Linked DNA regions of Hordeum vulgare: region 2 is linked to region 1. The links are chromatin contacts, called in public Hi-C maps. All regions are on one chromosome and are shown on one strand. Each heading gives the region's core, a stretch centred on a gene start, on an enhancer-like site or on the middle of the called end of the contact. The rest is flanking DNA. Distances are from core to core; before and after follow the strand shown. Region 1 holds the start of LOC123399269 (L-type lectin-domain containing receptor kinase SIT2-like). Region 2 holds the start of LOC123453089 (protein NRT1/ PTR FAMILY 5.7-like).

Region 1 (3,561 bases), core at 289-2,788:
GTCGCGCCGCCGGCAGTAGCCGAGGAGCTGCACCAGGTTGCGGTGGCGCAGCCGGCTCATGCTCGTGATCTCCGACAGGAACTCCTGCAGTCCCTGCTGCGACCCGTGGGACACCTTCTTGACGGCGACCTCGACGCCGGACCTCGGGAGCACGCCGTGGTACACGCGGCCGAAGCCGCCCACGCCGATGACGTCGCGGAAGCCATTGGTGGCGTCGTGCAGGTCCTTGTAGCTGATCCTGTGTGGGCTGTAGTCTATCATCTCCCAGCCTTCCTCCTCCTCGGAGAACTCCTGGCGTTGTCGGTGCCACCGTTGCCGCCGCACGACGAACGTCGCGATGGCCGCCGACACCAGGAGCAGGACCAGGACGGACAGGAGGAGCAGTATCAGGATAAGTGGAAGAGACATCCTCCTCTTGGATGATCCCGGCGGCGACGGGGGCCTCGGGAGCTTGGAGAGGTCGAGGTCCGGTGCGCGGCCGCCGCCGAGGCGAAAACTCCAGCCAAGAACGTAATGCGAGCTCATGGCGGCGCCGTTCGCCGCCGAGAAGCCGACGTAAGTGTCTTCGGCCACTGCCGACGAGAGGTTGACGTGGCACGACAAGAGCGGGCGGGCCGGCCTTGGCTCGCCCGCCGGCGACACCGTCACCTCGAGGCGCGTGCTGCCGCCGTCGTACTCGATCCACACCTGCACAGGCGCGTCGCTGCCGCCAATCAGGCTGATGTTGTCGAATCTCCTTCCGCCGAAGCCGTCGTCGTGCCAGTACCCGGCCGTGGTCGAGCTGTTGGAGTGGAGGCTGTTGACGTCGACGCCGACGTGATTCTCGTCGACGTCGTGGAACTCCAAGTCCATGACCGTGTCGAGCTCGACGGCCACGATCTGGCTCGTGCCGTCGCCCAGGCTGTTTGACGTGTTGAACAGCCCGAGGTACTTGCCGGCGACGGCGCCCGGGATGATGACCGACGGCGCGAGCGCGAAGGCGATACCGTGGCCGTGCGTGTCCGGGTACCGCGGCGCGATGGCGAACACGAAGGTGGTGGAGAAGGAGACGGGCGCGCCGGTGGAGGCGTCCCGGAATCGGAGGGGAGCTGGATGGAAACCATGGCCGAACACCTCCTTGGTGTCGTTGGTGAGCTGGAGGATGCGGGACGGGGTGATCACGGCCGTGCCGTCGGTTGCCACGCTGCCGGCGGCGAAGCCGGGGTACATGAACTCCTGATCACCGGCGACATGCCGAGAGAACAGGAGGAGGAAGATTACCGCGGCCAGCCGCCGGAGAAGCATGGCGATCGACAATCTGCAGGAGCAACGGAAGCGAGTGACGGTGGCGGCAGGGTATGGAAGTGGACGGCGTTGGCTGCCGGCGAGCCGAGGTTGCCGTCGCCGTTGCCTTCGATGAGCCGACGGGGACGGGGGAGTGTGGGAGGGTCTGGAAAGTGGAAACGAATTTGTTTTCTAGTGAGTGACTGAGTACTCAATGAAAAGAAAATCTTTATATTTATATCGACGATCTTGACTCGTTTAAATTGGAAAATAGTGCAGGAACACATTCAATTAAGCACAGCTAGGTGGTTGGACATTTATGTTCCTCAAGTTGTACTGTATTTTTCATGTAACTTTGGTCTTTTGCTGCGTGAAACTTTTTTGTCAGGAATACGCTAATGGAGTATCATATCTCTATTCTTAAAGGAAGTGTTGGTAACTTCTTTTTTCGTTCTTTTATCTTTCGTCTCACCTTCGTCTGGGTTTTTTCGTCCGGTTTTTTTGTCCATCCTTCCATCATCTTATATTTAATAACTAGCAAAAGGACCCGTGCGTTGCAACGGGAAAAAAAATTATAATCTTCAATGATGATGATCATATCATGTCTTTAAAATTTTAGGACATTTCTTGAAATGCATGAACATTTTTTGAATTAGCAAACAATTTTTTCAATTGCACAGACAAACTTTTTTTCAAAATCATGGACTTTTATTCTTTTCACCAACATTGTTTTCAAAATTATGAACATTTTTCTGAATATGCGAATGTTTTTACAAAAATTCTGAGCATTTTTTGAATTCACAAACATTTTATATTTTCTTCAAACTTTTATTTCAAAATTCCCAGTTTTATAAATTGCAAAAGTTTTTCAAAGTTCTAAATTATTTAAACTAAAAAATGGAACATAAAAATGAAAATAAAAAATGAGACTAAAAATAGAGGCACGAACTGTTTTTAAGATTTTTATACAGACTTTTGTTAAAAATCGTTGACTTTTTTTATTTTATGGACATTTTCTCAAAGTTCAAACATTTTTTTATACGCAAACATTTTTCAAAACCGCTGAGTAGTTTTTGAATTCTCAAAAAAATATGTTTTTTTGAATATTTTATTTCGAAATTCTCAGTTTCTTGAAATTGAGAAAAGTTTTTGGAAGTTCTAAATTATTTAAAGTAGAAAAATAAAATGGAACTGAAAAGATAAATAAAAAAACTAAACTAAAAAAACAGACGTCCACGCATGGGCCGGCCCAAACAGGTGTGCTGCATCTTTTTTCAACGCCCACAGCGTAATATAGGAGGTACCTACATGGGCCGGCCCAGTCTGGAGATTTTCCTGATTGAAATGTTTTTTATGACTTATAGATGGCATTGGTGGGTAATTTTAGTCAACTTTAAGGGCAATTTGGATGACGTACGGAAGAAACACTATTTGCTTTATTAGTAGGTAAAGATAAAGATGTATTTGTGTGAAAAATTAATTAAGATTAATTTATAATAAATCTTTAAAGATCACATCTAAATTAATTTATTTATTATAGATCGCTCAATCACATTAATTAATATTATTATACATCATCAAATTACATTAATTAATATTTCGTTCCTGATTTTTCTCTCTTTCTCCTCCCACTTCTCTTTGTTTTTTTCTGGTTTTTTTTGTTCCTCCTCCCATATCCCTACCCCTAATTGCTCAGTTGGTGAATATCATCCACGGTTTTTTCGTTCGTTTTGTTTTTCGTCTCACCTCTCACCACCACCTCTTCACATTGGTGTTTTCACCTTTTAATAAAAACTTTCCTAATATTTTCAAGTTTTCCTAACCAGCCATGTTTCAAATGGCAGGAACCAATTAGCTCAGTTTGCTGCATTGTCCATGTACTTTTATGCAAACAAATTTGTATATTATTTTGTTTTACTCAAAGTAAATTTGTTTAGGCTACTACGAGTCGAGTGTATTTGTTATGTAAAATCACTAATGGGACTATGTGTATGCTGGACATCTAGTGTCATAACACATTTTCTCATGCCAATGCAAGATATTGTTTGAGCTAAAAAGTTTCACTCCCCATGGCCATTTCTATGTGAAGGTGAAAACTCGATTTGTTATGTGAACCTTCCTGGTGTGTTATCTCCAATAGTCAGACGTGATTTAAGAACTTTGAATCAGCCTGAGCTGTTTGATGTCCATATTACAGAAAATGAGTTAACCTGCCTTATCAATAGTTATTTTATTTTGCCGAAGTTGACACTGAATTATTGAAGCATGATAGTTCGGCTGAAGATATCTTGGCTTCTA
Region 2 (3,561 bases), core at 779-3,278, 500 kb before region 1:
AATAATAAACAAGCATTAATTAAACATTAAAAGCCGACCACGAAGGTCGACGAGAGCCTAGATGTCTCCATTACATTATAATTGAACAAAAATAATAAACACCCTAGGCGTCCTCATCGTCGGCGGTGAGATTGGGCTGCGCCGGCGCGGGCAGAGCTGGTGGCGCAACACGGGCGAGCTCCTCTCCAGACGCAGCACGCTCTTATGCTGTAGGTAGGCGACCTCCTCCGAGAGCAGCGCGCGGGCATAGACGACGGGGGTGTTGTCGTTGTTTTGGGCGGAGCCGGCCATGGCTGCTTGTGACGGCGGCGGCGCAGCACAGGCGTGCACCTCCGTTAGGGTCCTCTTATGCTGGAGGTAGGCGACCTCCTCTGGGCGCAGCACGCGGGGCGTAAACGGGGGCGTTGCCGTTGTTTTGGGTGGAGCCAGCCATGGCTGCTGTCTAGGGTCGCCGACGAGGGAACAAAGGGGTGGCGAGATAGGGACGGGGTCTGGAAGCAGATGAGGCCGAACCCTCTTCGCACGCTTGGATTAAAAAAGACTGATCGTAGTCGCTGACACGTTGGCCCGCGGAGGGTGTCCGTCACTAATTATGTTGACAGCGAGTAGTTGGGACAGAAACCGAAAAGGCGCGCGCGTCCTCATCGACGCATTTCAGTCTCAAATTTAAACAGGAAAATGGATCGACGCGGATGCGAAGCGAACTCGTTTTGACAATGCATTGGTATGTTGGGCCATCACTTTTGTCCGCACGTATTCAAACAGACGACGGTGGACGAAATGGGTCGTCATGTTAAAGTTGCTCTAACTGGCTGGCACGAAATATTTGAGCTTTGCTACAAGTACGGACGTTTTACATGATTTTTACAGGCAAAGTTGAAGTGGCTTATTTTAATTGATACTTAGATGAGGCCAGCCCCATCCTAAGAATTGGGAGGGAGATTAGTGAGGAGGAAAACCCATCAATCCGTAACCTTCTGTAAAAAAAGTCCGTAGGTCTGGCATTTTCCAAAAATTTCATCACACGAAACTTGAAGCACCCTTGAGCAAGGCCCGCCAGGAACGGTCAGTTTGACTGTTTTTTCATATGCATGTTTGTACCAGTGCAATTTACACTACGAAAGAGAATGCTAGTTGGGTTAAATGCAGGAGACCAAACGACACAAAGAACATGTGTGAGAGCATGAAAACCCTCGAAACAGTCTAGAAGCATACACCAAAAAAACGTACAAATAACCAAACAAGCCAAAACTGTACGTAAGCAGCGAGCCATCCATCTCTAATTGCATCATGTACACGGGTTCATCGACCACATCAGCAGGCCAAAGAGTGGATGGAGCACATCGTTCATCGGATGGCTGACGGAACTCGGAGGCGTCGCGCCCACGTCCTCCACACATCACCGGCCGTCCGATGCGTGCGGCATCCGGCCTTTCCCGCCCGAAGAAACGCTCGCACGCATGGAAGATGGAACACGTGGCTCCACCGCAAAAGTCAGCGCTACCTGTGCTCAGATACTCTCACGTGTGCTGTGCTGTGCTGTGCTGTGTTGCTGCACTGTATAGCCAATGAATACGGTGGCTGGTGTGTGCTGTACGTACTGGTGCTAAACGAGCTGAGTGAATGTACATACGTTACTGCTATTTTTCAGGAATACATATACAACGTACGTACGCTCTTACTCCTGCCGTCACATGCAAGTCAACACCTACGTACGTACGTTACTGCTATTCCATAGAAATCTACTACTACTAGCAATCGACATTTGGATATGAATGCGATTTTCGAATCTTTTTAATAGGTCAAAGTAACGCCACGAGTCTTGCAAAACGTGTGCAAAAACGTCCTGCCTCTACTCAAAAAAAAAAAAAACTCGGCGGGCTGGAGCATTTACTTACTCCCTAATTTGCCACGGGCTGTCAGCAGTAACTGTACTAGCTGTCAGTAGTAACTGTGACACTTCTGCAAATAGACACACGCAAAAAAATACAAACAACAAAACAGTCCTCCAGCCGATTCGTTGGCCGTCCGTCCGTCCGTCTCAGAAAGAGCTTCAGGAACACGGCCTCCTTTCGCGGATTCGATCCACGCGTGCGCGGCGCACACATCTCCTCCGATGCTCCCTCCCTTTCCTCCCCCAGCTTCTCCTGCCTGCTCCCCTCGGTCCATGCCGCACTAGATCGCTAGCAGCCGCCTATATAACGCCGAGAACCTTTTCCTCCAGCCTCACACCACCACCAACCACGCATCAGTCGACTACGTGCTGTGCTCCGGCGAATCGGAAAGAAACCGGCCGCGCGCGGTTCTGTCTTCTGGAAAGGCGTTGATTGATTCGGCCGGTGATGACGAAGCAGCACCAGCAGCCGCAGCAGGGTTTAAGCTTCCGCCATATCCTCGAGGAGGAGAGATGGGTGGACGACTCCTCCGTCGACCACCGCGGCCGCATGCCCCTCCGCGCCGCCACTGGCTCCTGGAGGGCCGCCATGTTCATCATCCGTAAGCTCGCTACCTCCTCGAACTGCCTGCCAGATCTGTCCGTCTCTTTCCCTGTCTCTGTTCAGTTGGTTGATGGTGGCAGTGTGTGGTGTGAACGTTCTTGACTTGTTGTTGTGTCCGTGGTTTTGGCAGTGATCGAGTTCAGCGAGCGGCTGAGCTACTTCGGCATCGCCACCAGCCTCATGATCTACCTCACCAAGGTGCTGCACCAGGACATGAAGGTCGCCGCCGAGAACGCCAACTACTGGATGAGCGTCACCACGCTCATGCCGCTCCTCGGGGGATTCCTCGCCGACGCCTACCTCGGCCGCTTCCGCACCGTGCTCCTCTCCACCGTCGTCTACCTCCTCGGCCTCGCCCTGCTGGCCGTGGCGCAGCTGGCGCCGGGCCTCAGGCCGGAAGGCGCCTCGGTTCCGCGGGTTCACGAGACGCTCTTCTTCGTCGGGATCTACCTCGTGTCCGTCGGCACCGGCGGCCACAAGCCGGCGCTTGAGAGCTTTGGCGGTGACCAGTTCGACGACGGCCACGCCGGCGAGCGGCTGCAGAAGATGTCCTACTTCAACTGGTGGAACTGCGCGCTCTGCTCCGGGGTGCTGCTCGGGGTCACCGTCGTCGTGTACGTCCAGGAGCGGGTCGGATGGGGCGCCGCCACCGTGCTGCTCGCTGCAGTCATGGGGTGCTCCCTCGTGGTGTACCTCGCGGGTTGGAGGACGTACCGGTACAGGGTGCCGCAGGGCAGCCCGCTCACGCCGCTGCTTCGGGTCGTCGTGGCCGCCGTCTCGAAGCGGCGCCTTCAGCTGCCAGCCGATGCAAGCGAGCTGTACGAGGAGGACTGCGGCAAGAAGAGGCTGCTCTGCCACACCGACCAGCTCCGGTGTCTCGACAAGGCGGCAATCGTCGAGCATGATGGCGAGGTGTTGCGCGGGGCGTGGCGACTGGCGACGGTGACGCAGGTGGAGGAGACGAAGCTGGTGGTGTCGATGGTGCCCATCTGGGTGGCCACTCTCCCGTTCGGCATCACGACGGCGCAGGTGTCCACCTTCTTCGTCAAGCAGGGCAGCGTCA

Evidence for each region. A called contact is a pair of places that touch in the nucleus more often than the background predicts.
Region 2: a contact with region 1 is called in a Hi-C map of leaf, with 3 times the contacts expected there. The contact joins the promoter of LOC123453089 here to the promoter of LOC123399269 in region 1. A contact is called at or near these places in 2 of 6 Hi-C or Micro-C datasets (leaf and seedling).

The regions. Positions count from the first base shown.
Region 1 is chr5H:564,717,785-564,721,345 of MorexV3_pseudomolecules_assembly, reverse strand. LOC123399269 (L-type lectin-domain containing receptor kinase SIT2-like) reads right to left here and starts at 1,538. Exons shown (of 1, transcript XM_045093690.1): 1 at 1-1,538. The coding sequence starts at 1,284.
Region 2 is chr5H:565,218,504-565,222,064 of MorexV3_pseudomolecules_assembly, reverse strand. LOC123453089 (protein NRT1/ PTR FAMILY 5.7-like) reads left to right here and starts at 2,028. Exons shown (of 2, transcript XM_045129850.1): 1 at 2,028-2,496; 2 at 2,629-3,561. The coding sequence starts at 2,343.